Linked DNA regions of Mus musculus: region 2 is linked to region 1. The links are chromatin contacts, called in public promoter capture Hi-C maps. All regions are on one chromosome and are shown on one strand. Each heading gives the region's core, a stretch centred on a gene start, on an enhancer-like site or on the middle of the called end of the contact. The rest is flanking DNA. Distances are from core to core; before and after follow the strand shown. Region 1 holds the start of Rcn3 (reticulocalbin 3, EF-hand calcium binding domain). Region 2 holds the start of Kcna7 (potassium voltage-gated channel, shaker-related subfamily, member 7).

The links. Promoter capture Hi-C pulls out the DNA fragments that hold promoters and counts their contacts.
Region 2: a contact with region 1 is called in a promoter capture Hi-C map of pre-B cells, with 6 times the contacts expected there. The contact joins the promoter of Kcna7 here to the promoter of Rcn3 in region 1. A contact is called at or near these places in 10 of 39 promoter capture datasets (the 3T3-L1 cell line, the C10 cell line, cranial neural crest and 6 more), 2 of 484 Hi-C or Micro-C datasets (B cells and pro-B cells), 5 of 115 datasets of contacts at active chromatin or transcription factors (embryonic basal ganglia, embryonic forebrain, epiblast stem cells and 2 more) and 4 of 9 other capture datasets (adipose tissue, liver, macrophages and 1 more).

Annotation. Positions count from the first base shown.
Region 1 is chr7:45,089,899-45,096,506 of GRCm38.p6, forward strand. It overlaps Rcn3 (reticulocalbin 3, EF-hand calcium binding domain), which reads right to left and starts at 2,315. Exons shown (of 7, transcript NM_026555.2): 1 at 2,198-2,315; 2 at 1,543-1,790. The coding sequence starts at 1,784. It overlaps Fcgrt (Fc receptor, IgG, alpha chain transporter), which reads right to left. Exons shown (of 7, transcript NM_010189.3): 5 at 5,262-5,531; 6 at 3,884-4,000; 7 at 3,095-3,457. The coding sequence ends at 3,348.
Region 2 is chr7:45,401,641-45,408,248 of GRCm38.p6, forward strand. Kcna7 (potassium voltage-gated channel, shaker-related subfamily, member 7) reads left to right here and starts at 4,320. Exons shown (of 2, transcript NM_010596.2): 1 at 4,320-5,375. The coding sequence starts at 4,722.

The DNA of each region.
Region 1 (6,608 bases), core at 1,065-3,564:
AGAGAGAGAGAGAGAGAGAAATAAAGATAGAGGGCTGGAGAGATGGCTCAAAGGTTAAGAGCACTGACTGCTCTTCCAGGGGTCCTGAGTTCAAAACCCAGCAACCACATGGTGGCTCACAACCATCAGTAATGAGATCTGACGCCCTTTTCTGGTCTGAAGACAGCTTACAGTGTACTTACATATAATAATAAATCTTAAAAAGAAAGAAAGAAAGATAAGGGAGAAAAATGTCACCCAAGGTCTGCAAGCAAACTGGGGTGGGACTCCAAATGAACCCAGGAGAGGAACTGTCTGTTTTCTGTTTGGTAGATTTCAACGTATTATTGGGGGGTTTTGTTTGAGAGAGGGGGTATCATTATGTACTCCTGGTTAGCTTGAAACTTACTCTGTAGACCAGACTGGTCCTGAACTCACGGAGATCCGCCTGCCTCTGCCTTCCAAGTCCTGGGATTAAAACTGTGAGCCAGTGCAGGACCAGGAGAAGCTTTACCGTTGATAGGTTTCACCCACCCCTAGGTCTTTGCCAACCCTGACTCCGCCCCTTGCCCTAGCCACGCCCCTCAGAGACATGGGTGCACAGGCTAGGAAAGAGTAGAAATGCTAGGTGAACTGAGGGAGCTGCATCTATTAATCTTAGTACCAGGCCCATCTAAAAGCCTAGCCTGTCCCCTACAGGAGTCCTAGAGGAGTTAGTTGGATTAGCACCTGACACAAATCAAGACCCTCTACTCTAGCCCCGACCTCTAAGCGCTGCACAGACCCTAGCTGGACTTGAGCTTAAGTGTGAACAGGGTGTCTGGCCTCTAACTTTACCCCAATCCTAGAGTGCCACTGTCTCTATTAACCTTGAAGCTCCGCCTCTCACCATCTCAGGGCCCGCCCCTCTTTCAAGTGCAGTCTGCCCACTTCCCTAGATGGGCTGATCAATTTGGGGCTCCTCTCTCTCCAGCTCTGCCCTGCTACTATTTGCCCAGTTTAAAATTAGAAATTGCCATCACATTAAAGACGCAGATCTTTAATCTCAGCACTCGGGAGGCAGAGGCAGACGGATTTCTGAATTCAGGACCAGTCTCGTCTACAGAGTGAATTTCAGACTAGCTAGTTCCACAAATGAAATTCGATCTCAAAGTACTAATAACAATGAAAATAATCAAGCATATTTGCACGAGTGGCCTTCTTGTCCCGGGCCCATGCTGACTGTATCTGTCACCTAGAAACGGGGCAAGCCCGTCCAGTCCAGTTGGCATCACTCATCCCAGGTCAACCTGATCTCTGACCTTGGCATCTTCCTCAAATCCCTTGTCTTCAGTCTCTACCGAGAGTCGGCGTCCCGTTTAGAAGAGAGAAGAGGGAAGTCCAGACAGAGGCATAGGGGGGACTGAGGTAGAGGGGAACCCAGGGGTTGGTGACGCAGGTCCCCCACAGCCTCAGGTTTAGCTCCGCCTTCTCCCAGGAGGTGAGTGCCACAGTTTTGTCTTTTCAGTTAACTTCTCTCTCCCCACCTCCCACTTCTGCCCCGCTCCCCCGCCATCCTCCTACCCAAGTCGGGCCTGGCTTTCCTCTGGGCTGAGTTTGTCAAATTCCTTGGCCACGTCTCGTCCCAGGAACGCCTCATGGTCGTACTGGAAATTCCCGTGGGCGTCATCGTGGGGGGCCTCGCTCAGGGGGGTTCCATGATGGACCCTATCCTGGCCATGAGGTCCTGCATCAGGGGATGGCTTCCCGAGGGCCCAGTGCCTCAGCAGTAAGAGAAGCAACAGAAACGACCATCGCCACATCATCGGTTCCTGAGGAGAGGTGAGGACCAGCGGTCAGGGATAAGACTGGGGGCGGGGGGTGTCTGAACCAGAGATAATGTGGGAGAACTTTGAAGGGGGCGGAGTAGAGGAGGCTGCCTAAGGCAGGGCCGATAAAAGCGCAGGCTGCAAAAAGTTTTGGGCTCAAGAAAAGTCGGCAAAAAGAATAGAGAATTTAAAGGCAAAACAACCTCTGGGGGTGGAATCCGAGCCTCAGAGGAGTCTCAGAGCAGAAAGGGGGTATTTCAGTTAGAGACGTGGCGCATGTCCCACCCAAAGTTCAGGGCATGGTGGTGGCCGAAAGCATCATGCAGGCTCCTCTGTGCTGCCCCCAGGCTGGACCGCGACCCCCACCCTTCCACCCACCCCACCTTCACCCCACCATCACCCCACCACACCTCTGTTACCCGGCCTGAGTTAGCTCCCTACGCTGAGCTCTGCTTTCGCACAAAGATGCCCAACCTGGCCAGGTTCCAGTTAAGCTCCTCCACCAGCCGTCCAGAGGCTGCCGCCCTCTGACCAATGACTGCGCAGGAAAGCCTCAGGGGCGGAGCCAATGACGACCCCCTTGCCACGTCCACAAGGCCGAGCTCCAGACCCGAAGGCGTGGTGGGCGATAAGGCTGATATTGAACTACAACTCCCAGCAAACATATGGGCCGACTTGCACGACCACCTCCAGAGTCTCTGGCCCCAGGGGATTAAGGGGAATGTATTTTTTAAAAACTCTTTCCATTTCTTAGATCCGTTTCAGAAAAGAGGAGGTCGGGTTTGGTTGGCTCACTTGGGAGACAGAAGCAGTCTGTCTCTATGAGTTTGCCGCCAGCCAGGACGACGTAGAGAGACCCTTGTCTTTAAAAAAAAAAGGGGGGGGTGGGGGGGGAGCGCGGCTGGAGAGATGGCTCTGCAATTAAGAGCACTGACTGTTCTTCCAGAGGACCAGAGTTCAAGTCCCAGCAACCACATGGTGGCTAACCATCTGTAATGGAATCCAATGCCCTCTTCTGGTGTGTCTGAAGACAGCTGCAGTGTACTCAGATACATAAAATAAATAAATGTTAAAAAAAAAAAAAAAGAAAGAAGGAAGGAAAGAAAGAAAGAAAGAAAGAAAGAAAGAAAGAAAGAAAAGAAGGAAAAGAAAGAAAGGAAGGAAGGAAGGAAGGAAGGAAGGAAGGAAGGAAGGAAGGAAGGAAGAAAAAGAAGAGAAGCAATGCCTGGTACAGTGTAGGTATCACATACACAACTCGGTCTATAAAATGGCCAGGCTGCACGATAGCAATCAAGAGGTGTCTATATGATCTTTCCCAGACGCGTTCAATTTATTCCAGCTGCTTGAAACTTGAGAATAACGATGCACACACAGATTTGGGGCCAAATTTATGTGGAGATGGAAAACAACCATGTACATTAAGAAGGGAAACTGAAGCAGGCCACAAAAGCAGGGATCCATGGGAGGACATCGGGCCCAGGCTCCCTCAGGAGGCTCGGAGACAGTTCAGGAGGTCACACAGCCCGAAAGGCTGCAGTGGGCAGGGGGCCCGAGTCTGCATCAGGAAGTGGCTGGAAAGGCATTTGCACCTTGAGGTTCAGCTTCTGGGGGCAAGTTCCCACCAGGCAACAGGTCACCAGAGTCATCGCCGCTGAGAGAAAGCCATGGGGCTGAGAGAGAGGAACAGAGGTCAGCACAAGTATCTAAGGTCTCACCCACCCAACACACCTGACAGGGTCACGCTATGGTCTCTGTTCCCATCTCTTTTCCCAGGGTGGTCAGGGACTCTTTTGTCTCTATTATCTCTCTGCCTCCCCTCTTTCTTTCTGAGTCGCTACTTCCTGCCACGACCCCCAATCCTGCACACGGCCCCTCCCTTCCCCAATCCTGCACACAGCTACGCCCCTCCCCAATCCTGCACACGGCCCCTTCCCTCCCCTCCCCAATCCTGCACACGGCCACGCCCCTCCCTCATTCTGCACACGGCCACGCCCCACCCCAATCCTGCACACGGCCCCGCCCCTCCCTCATCCTGCACAAGGCCACTCCCACCCAATCCTGCACACGGCCCCGCCCCTCCCCCATCCTGCATATACCTGGCAGACCGCTGCGCATCCTGCCCCACAACAGCACACCGCCTGCGATGGCCACTACCACCAGCAATAAACCAAGAACGATTCCAACCACAGGCACAGAAGATCTGGCTGATGAATCTGCAGCCAGAAAGTATCATGAAGACAGGGAAGAAAGGAGTTGATGATTTCTCGGAGACCCCCGGAAGCATGTATTTGAGGGTGGGTGTATGCGGAGAAAAGGCCCTGGGCCTCATGTGTTTCCTCACTGAATATAAGAACCGGCCACACAGTGGTGACACACCTCTTAATCCCAGCACTTGGGAGGCAGAGGCACACAGATCTATGGGTTAGAGGCCAGACTCCTCTACATTGTGAGTTCCAGGACAGCCAGAGCTCTACAGAGAAACCCTGTCTCAAAAACAAAAACAAAAAGAAAGAAAAAAGAGAAAAAAAGAGTCAGCCACTGTGCTGGAGAGACGGCTTGCAGCTCTTCCGGAGGACCAGAGTTTGGTTCCCAGAACTCGTGTCGAATTCCAGGAGACCTGAGCCCGACCCTCCATAAATCTAGGCTGTCAGAGGTTCAAGGAGTGAAGGCATTGCCTTTGCCATAAAGCCCGGTGACCTAAGTTTGAGCCCCAAGGCTGACAACCACAAGTTGTCCTCTGTCGCCACAAGTATCCCATGGCACAGACTCACCTCTGCTCTCCCCTCTCACACAAAGAAAGTGGGAAAATTAAATACATATGGATACACTTAGATATAAATCTGAAGAAGGAGGAGGAGGAGGAGAAGGAGGGAGAGGAGGAGGAGGAAGGGGAGAGGGGGAGGAAGTAGGAGGGAGGAGGAGGGATGGAAGGAGGAGGAGAAAGAAAAGGAATAGGAGGAGGAGGAAGAGGAGGAGGAGACCTATACTGAGAGGACACAGCCACACTGTGACAGAACTAGGTGAGAACCCAACAGAGGAAGGCGGAGCAGTCACAGGACAGTCAACAAAGTTGGTGCTTTACCAAAGCCATGGCAAGAACTGTCAGAGGCAAAAGTGAATGGTCAAACACCATGAAGACCAGTAGCAGCAAGACTCATCATGGTCAGACTCAGGGGGAACTGGCCACAGAGCTAATGGAGAATCAGAAGCCAGGAGCAGAAACAAAGAAGACAATGGGGCTGGAGAGAGAGATGGCTCAGCGGTTAAGAGCACCGCCTGCTCTTCTAGAGGTCCTGAATTCAATTCCCAGCAACCACATGGTGGCTCACAACTGTCTGTAATAGGATCTGATGCTCTCTTCTGGTGTGTCTGAAGACAGCGACAGTGTACTCACATACATGAAATAAATAAATACATCTTTTAAAAAAACAAAAAAAAACAAAGAAGACACTGAGGCTGGAGGGGCAGCCTCACCTAGGTCCACAGTGAGAGGCTGTGCCAGCCCCTCATGCTCCACTTGACATTGATAATGGTGCTCATCTCCACGTTTGACCTCCAGCAATGACCATGCGTGGAAAGAGCCATCTCCATTGGGACCAGTGCTGCAATTCCCGGAGCCTGAGGCTAGCCCATTGCGCAGGAATCGGAACTTGAGCTCCGGTGGGTAGAAGGAGAAAGCAGCACAGGTCAGCACGGAGGAGCCAGAGTTGCCAGGACGGGCCTTCAGGCGCATAGACGGCGGCTCTGCAGGGACACAGGCAATGGGATGGGCCAGCAGTTAGGCTAGGCTATGACCTCACCCACCCACCCCACCCCCACCAAGGCTTGGGTGAAGCTTGCCATGGACAGACTCCACTTCCCTGTATCAGCACTGTGCTGACTTGGAGGGCTTCCCAGAGTGACAGACACCCCACCCTGCTGACCCCACCACTGCACCCCCTTATTTTGGTGTGTGTGGCATGTGCATGGGTCAAGGCCACAGGTCAATTGCAGGCTCCTTCCTCTTTCGCTCTTTGCATTTTTTCCCCTTTATATATTTTTCACTCTGTGTGTCTGGGTGCTTTTTAGCATGTGTGTCTCTGCACCACATGCATGCAGTGTCTGTGGAGGCCAGATGAGGACATCAGAGCCCCTGGAAATGGAGTTACAGATGGTGGTGAGTTACCCTATGGGAGCTAGGAATTAAATCCTGGTCCTCTGCAAGAACAGGGAGTGTTCCTAACCACTGAGCCATCTCTCCCCACATCCACTTTTTTTTGTTGTTGTTTTTTGGGGTTTTGTTTGTTTGTTTGTTTGTTTTTTCGAGACAGGGTTTCTCTGTGTAGCCCTGGCTGTCCAGGAACTCACTTTGTAGACCAGGCTGGCCTCGAACTCAGAAATCTGCCTGTGTCTGCCTCCCAAGTGCTGGGATTAAAGGCGTGCGCCACCACGCCGGGCTCACTTATTTTTTGAGACAGAGCCTCTCCATGAACCTGGGGTCCTCCCTTTCAGCCATGCCAGTGGCTGGTGAGGCTCCGTCTCTGCCAGACCCATCCCTGCAGCTACAGACACGCAGCAGTACGCCCAGCCTTTGCAAGGGGACCTGGGGACCAGAACCCAGGTCTTCATCACAGCAAACTCGGCGCTCACAGCGCCTCTTCTCGCGCACATTTGTTTGTTTCACTCTCAGCCCAGACCAGTCTTGAACTTATTATATAGATACAGATGACTTTGAATTCCTGATTTTCCTTCTTCCACTTGCTAAAAGCTGAGAGACAGCAGGTGTGTGCCGCCATACTGGTTTATGCAGTGCCAGTGGTGGAGCCCATTTAAGCAAGCTTT
Region 2 (6,608 bases), core at 3,070-5,569, 310 kb after region 1:
CCAGTTAAACTGACTGTGGAGGGCAGGCATGTAATCCTAGGACTGAGAAGATGGAGGTAGGAGGATTAAAGTTGGCCGCCAGCTTCAGCCTAGATTAACTCCAATGAGCCCCTGCTTCAGTGCACAAAACGGCTCAGTGCTTAAAGTCTCTCCACTCCACAAACATCAGCAGCTGAGTTCTGCTCCCCAGCAGCCATGAAAAAGCAGGATGTAGCAGAATTTGTCTGTAATCCTAATGTTGGCAGGAAGGGGGCGGGGGGAGAGTCAGGCAGATCCCTGGCCTCGGGCAGGAACGTGGAAAAGCCGGGCGCCTCACCTAGCTTGTGTTAATGTCGGGTGTTTGCTTTCATTTAAGCAGAGCATACTGAGGCGTGAGCATTTGTGGAACTGCATGAAGGGTGTGCAAGAGCTAAGCTTTTGGGTTTTGAGATTTACTTTGAGTGAGTTTATGTATGTGAGTGTGTGTGTGTATGTGTGTGTGCGTGTGCATATGTAAGTGTGCTCATGTGGTGTGTGTGTGTATGTGTGTGTGCATGTATGTGTAAGAATGGGTGCTGGCAGAGGTCAGAAGAGGGTGTTAAATCCCCAGGAGCTGGAGTTATAAGTGGTTGTGAATTGCCCAAAGTGGGCGCTGGGAACATAACCCTAGCCCTCGGGAAGAGCTGCAAGTGCCCTTGCCTGCCGAGCCACCTCTCCAGTCCTATTTCAGGTTTTTTTTTTGAAACAGAATCTCTCTATATAACCCAGACTGACCTCAAACCTTCAATCCTTCCACCTTCTTCCTGATAGATTATTAATATCGCTCCACTTAGCTCTTAAAGCAATTTGGGAGGAGAGAGAGGGTTGAGACAGGATTTCTCTGTGTACAGCCTTGGCTGTCCTCGGATATGCTTTGTAGGCCAGGCTGGTTTTGAACTCACAGAAATTGACCTACCTCTGTCTCTTGAATGCTGGGACATGCATACTACACCAGGCTACAATTTTTAATTTTATCTACTTACCATTTATTTTGAATACTGTAGAGGAAGCCTAAGACCTTGCAAATGCTAAACACTACTATAAATAATCATGCCACAAACCCCTCACTGGGGACCAGGTGCTTGACCATAGAGCCATATAGATATTTAGCTTCCTACTGTTCTCTTGTTAACACCATTATCTATCCAGATAACCAGGAACAGTATTTCCCAACTCAAAAGCCTTCCCTTAAGCCTTTCCTAGTCTGTTTGCCATGTGAAGCAATAGTCTAAGGTCCCAGTGGTTAGGATATGGGATATCTTGACATCTTCCACTCCCACACTGCAGACACAGAAACAGGAGCAAGGATTCCAGCTGTCTTTCTGTTCTATTGCTATCAAGAGACACCATGATCACGGCAACTCTTATACAATCAAACATGTAATTGGAGCTGGCTTACAGTGTCAGAGGTTTAGTGTGTCATCATTATGGTGGGAAGCATGGCAGTGTGAAGGCAGACATGGTGCTGCAAAGGTAGCCAAGAGTTCTACATCTGGATCCACAGGCAGCAGGGAGAGACAGTGAGCCACTAGGTCTGGCTTGAGCTTCTGAAACCACAGAACACGCACGCACACACACACACACACACACACACACAGACACACAGACACACACTGTAACACACTTCCTCCAACAAGGCCACATCTCCAGTAATGCCACCTCCTATGAATCTATGGGAGCCGTTTTCATTCAAACCTATACACCAGCCGTGCACAAGTGTAACGGGAAGGTAGAAAGGCGTATGCTGGGTAGAATAAGATCTAACTGAGAAGAAGAGCATCAGGGCAAATGGTAACATGGCTTCAATCCAAAGAAGTGTCTTAATGTCATTTTAGTCCCGTCCCCCCCCCCCCCCGCCCCAGTATATATAGAGTTCCCTAGAGTGTTTGACACACAGCACCTTCAAATGGTGGCAAGGAAAGAGTGCAGGGGTGGGGGTGGGGAGGATGAAGAGATGGCTCAGCAGTTAAGAACTTTGGCTACTGGGGTTGGAAAGATGGCTCAAAGGTTAAGAGCACTGATTACTCTTCCGGAGGCTCTGAATCCAAGTCTCAGCAGCCACGTGGTGGCTCTCATAACCACTATAATGAGATCTGGCGCCCTCTTCTGGCCTGCAGGCATAGTAAGTAAATCTCTGGGGAAAAGCAAATCAAACCAAACCATTGGCTTTTCCAGAGGATCCAGGGTTCAATCCCCAGTACCCATCTGGCAACTCACACAAGACTTAACTCCAGTTCCAGGGATCTGACACCCTCACACAGACATGCATGTAGGCAAAACACCCACCAATGCTAATTAAAAAAAAAAAAAAAAAAGACACACAGGCACAGGGAAAGAGACAGCTAAGCTCGGAGATGCAGCCTATTGTCCCGGCCGGCCATTCTTCAGGCTGAAACCAGAGGATTGCCAGTTCAAAGCCCACCTGGACTACAAAGTGAATTCAAAATCATCCTAGGCAGGACTGGAGAGATGGCTCAGAGGTTAAGAGCACTGACTGCTCTTCCAGAGGTCCTGAGTTCAATTCCCAGCAACCACATAGTGGCTCATAACCATCTGTAATAAGATCTGATGCCCTCTTCTGGTATGTCTGAAGACAGCTACAGAGTACTCATATGCAAAAAATAAATAAAATCTTTAAAAAAAAATCATCAGCCAGGCGGTGGTGGTGCACACCTTTAATCCCAGCACTCCAGAGGCAGAGGCAGGTAGATTTCTGAGTTCGAGGCCAGCCTGGTCTACAAAGTGAGCTCCAGGACAGCCAGGGCTATACAAAGAAACCTTGTCTAAAAAAAAAAAAAAAAAAAAGAAAGAAAGAAAAAAGAAAGAAAGAAAAAGAAAAAAAGAAAAAAAATCATCCTAGGCAACTTAGCAAGACTTTGTCTCAAGATAAAAATGAAGGAAAATGGTCTGGAGAAGTATCTGGACAATAGGGCACTCCTCTAGTCAGGTAGTCACTGAACGTCTTTCTATCACCTTCCACGTTATTATTTGAAGACTGGCTGGCCATTAAATCCAGGGATCATCCTGTCTGGGTCTCCATGACCAGACTTTTTTTTTTTAAAAGATTTATTTATGTATTATATGTAAGTACACTCCAGAAGAGGGAGTCAGATCTTGTTACGGATGGTTGTGAGCCACCATGTGGTTGCTGGGATTTGAACTCCGGACCTTCGGAAGAGCAGTCGGGTGCTCTTACCCACTGAGCCATCTCACCAGCCCATGACCAGACTTTTTAAAGACACGATCTCACCAGACTGGCCTACACAGAGAAACTCTTTGTCGAAAAAATAAAAAACAACAAAACGACAAGATCCCACCATGTAGCCCTGACTGGCCTGGAAATTTATGGGCAGACCAGGCTGGCCTCAAATCCACAGGTTGGCTTGCCTCTGCTTCCAGAGTATTGGGATTAAAGGCGTGTGACACTACCCATGTTCTCACAACTTACTTAGGGCGATGGGGGGCGGGGGGAGGGCAGAGGCAGGAGGATCTCAGAAGTCCCCAAAAGAAAGCTGGGAAGGGAAAGGCCAGGTTTAGCTGGGAGACCTCTTGGTGCAGGTCTCCATCCGGCCGGCAGAGGGCGCGCGAGATCCCTTTCCCCGAAAGTGACTATAACACCCTACCCCATAAGAAGGGACTATTTTTTACTTAGTGTCATTAGACACCGGTGGCTGGAAGGCCATCTTCTGTCTGTCCTTCGGCTCCCGACAGTGACCCTACGCATCTTCCAGGCCGACTCTAGACCCTTCCAGGCAAGTCCCGCCTCCTTTGGCGCCATTCTTGGCTTCAGCCCAGGTTTTATTAATCTCAAAACACCTACATAAAGTCTAAATTCAAACTCCGGGACTCTCAGTGGCCAAGGATCCGGCGCACATGGGCAACAGTTTACAGTTGCAAAAGAGGCTCCAAGAACTCCTCAAGCACCAGGGCCGCTGCGGAGCTCCTTAGGCATGGTAATTAGAGACACAAAGGAATAAACACGTGAGGCCAGACACACAAAACGATGTTCATTCATTGAAAGGTACTAGGAGAGAAAGAAAGCCAGCAACAAATCCAGATGTGGTGGTACACATCTGTCATCCCAGCAATCGGGAGGCAGAAGCAAGAGTACTGCAATACTGAGCCAGTCTGACATACATACCCAAACCCAGTGTCTGGAAAAAAATAATAAAAGGCAGAGAGATACAGAGGCTCCCAGCAGAGAGCAAGATGTGGACAACTGGTTAAGGGGATACACCCCCCACCCTCCAGGAGGATGGACAAGAGACAGAAAGACTGGAAATGGAAAAGGGAAACTGATGCTGCAGATAGTCTCGGGTGGCTCATGACTGTCACCCGGGCAATCCGAAGGATGAGGCAGAGGATTGCCACAAGTTCGCGGTCAGCTTAAATGACAGGCTGAGGAGACTGTCTAAATAACAAACAAACAAATAAATAGCCATGATGCCATACGCCTGCAATCCCAGCATTTGGGAGGTGGAGGCAGGAGGATCATAAATTCAAGGTCAGTTCAGCTACATAAGACCTCGGGTCATGAATCCAAAAGCCAAACAAATAAAATAGATGACTACAAGGGAAAGCTCAAGAGATCCACGGAAAAGCGCCGGGTGGCAGTGTTTCCACAGGTGTGGGAACGGCAGAGGGCGCCCCTAGCCCCGCGGGGGTAACACCGCCCCCTCCCCCGCGCCCTGGCCGGACTTTCCATGCTATTTTTACCCGCCGACACCGGACACCCGACTGGGGTGGCTGCGGCGTCGGGGCCACACGTCCGTTCACCGGTCGCCCGGGCTGTGCGCGCCATGGAGCCACGGTGCCCGCCGCCCTGCGGCTGCTGCGAGCGGCTGGTGCTCAACGTGGCCGGGTTGCGCTTCGAGACCCGCGCGCGCACGCTCGGCCGCTTCCCGGACACGCTGCTGGGGGACCCGGTGCGCCGCAGCCGCTTCTACGACGGCGCGCGCCGCGAGTATTTCTTCGACCGACACCGGCCCAGCTTCGATGCGGTGCTCTACTACTACCAGTCGGGCGGCCGGCTGAGACGGCCGGCGCACGTGCCCCTCGACGTCTTCCTGGAGGAGGTGTCCTTCTACGGGCTGGGCGCGGCGGCGCTGGCGCGGCTGCGGGAGGACGAGGGCTGCGCGGTGCCGCCCGAGCGGCCGCTGCCCCGCCGCGCCTTTGCGCGTCAGCTCTGGCTGCTCTTCGAATTTCCTGAGAGCTCGCAGGCTGCGCGCGTGCTCGCCGTGGTCTCCGTACTCGTCATCCTGGTCTCCATCGTGGTCTTTTGCCTCGAGACACTGCCAGACTTCCGCGACGACCGCGATGACCCGGGGCTCGCGCCCGTAGCCGCTGCTACTGGCCCGGTGAGGGGCGGGGATTTGGGGAGGTCCAGGGCGGGGCCTGGGAAGACCTGGCCAGTCAGAAGGTGTGGCAAGGGGCAGGAGGATGGAAGCCCTTTAAAAACAAAAACAAAAACAAAAACAAAACAAAAAAAAAAAAAAAACAAAGATGTAAGCTGGGTATGGTTCTTCATACGAGAATCCTAGCAAGGAGACAGAACGATTGCCACGGGTTGAAAGCCAGTGTGGGTTACTGTATGAGAGAGTCTGCCTGGAAACAGACAGTGAGTGAGGATCTCCCTCAGAGGTAGACAACCTGCCCAGAGTTTCCTGGTGAGGGACTGGTGCCGGGCTCAGTGGTAGACCATCTGCATTGCACTGCACAAAGTGACTTGGGGGTTATGTGGCGCAGTGGTAGAACTCCCCTACCACCCTACATTGAGGGACCTGGAGAGATGGCTAAGCGATAAAGAGACTGCTCTCCCAGAGGACCTAGGTTCAATTCCCGGCACCCACATGACGGCTCCCAACCATCTGTATCTAACTCCAGTTCCAGGGAATCCGATGCCCTTTTCTGAACACCAAGGCACATACACGTGCACAGATATATATGCAGGCAAACCATTCGTCCACATAAAATAAATAATTTTAAGAAAGAAGATGATGAATCCCCCAGGGAGGGGTGTGGCTCAGTGACAGAGCTCCTGCCTAAAATCCCTCAGTGTGGGGCTTGGGGCATGGAACAATAGAGAGCAACTTGCCACGCATATGCAAGACCCTGGAGTTCATCCCTAGCCATGCAAAATGAACATGTGAGGCCAAAGACACAGACAGACTGCAGTGTCCGTGCACCTGGCAGAGAAATAGGAAAGACGGATGGTCAGGCAGGGCTGACCGCCAGGAAACTGGAACACAGTAGGCTGAGGTTTAGGACTGAGAGCAGAGGTAGCAACAGGAATTTGCACAGAGTCAGGCCAGGGCATGGAGCTGAGGACCCTACAGCAAACATTTAACCATTCGGAACCATTATCTGCTGTCTGGGCTGGGCTGAAGGCAACAGGAACGAGGAGGCACGAGGAAGGCAGAACAGGAGCAGGACCCTTCCCTTGGAGATCCAACATTGGGCAGGCAGGGTAAGATACTGAAAGGAAAGAGATTCTCCCGGATCAGCCATGAGATCATGAGCTCCCCGCAGCGAAACAGCGGGACTGTATTTGGTTACATCTTTTTTTAAGTATACACATGTGAAAAGACTAT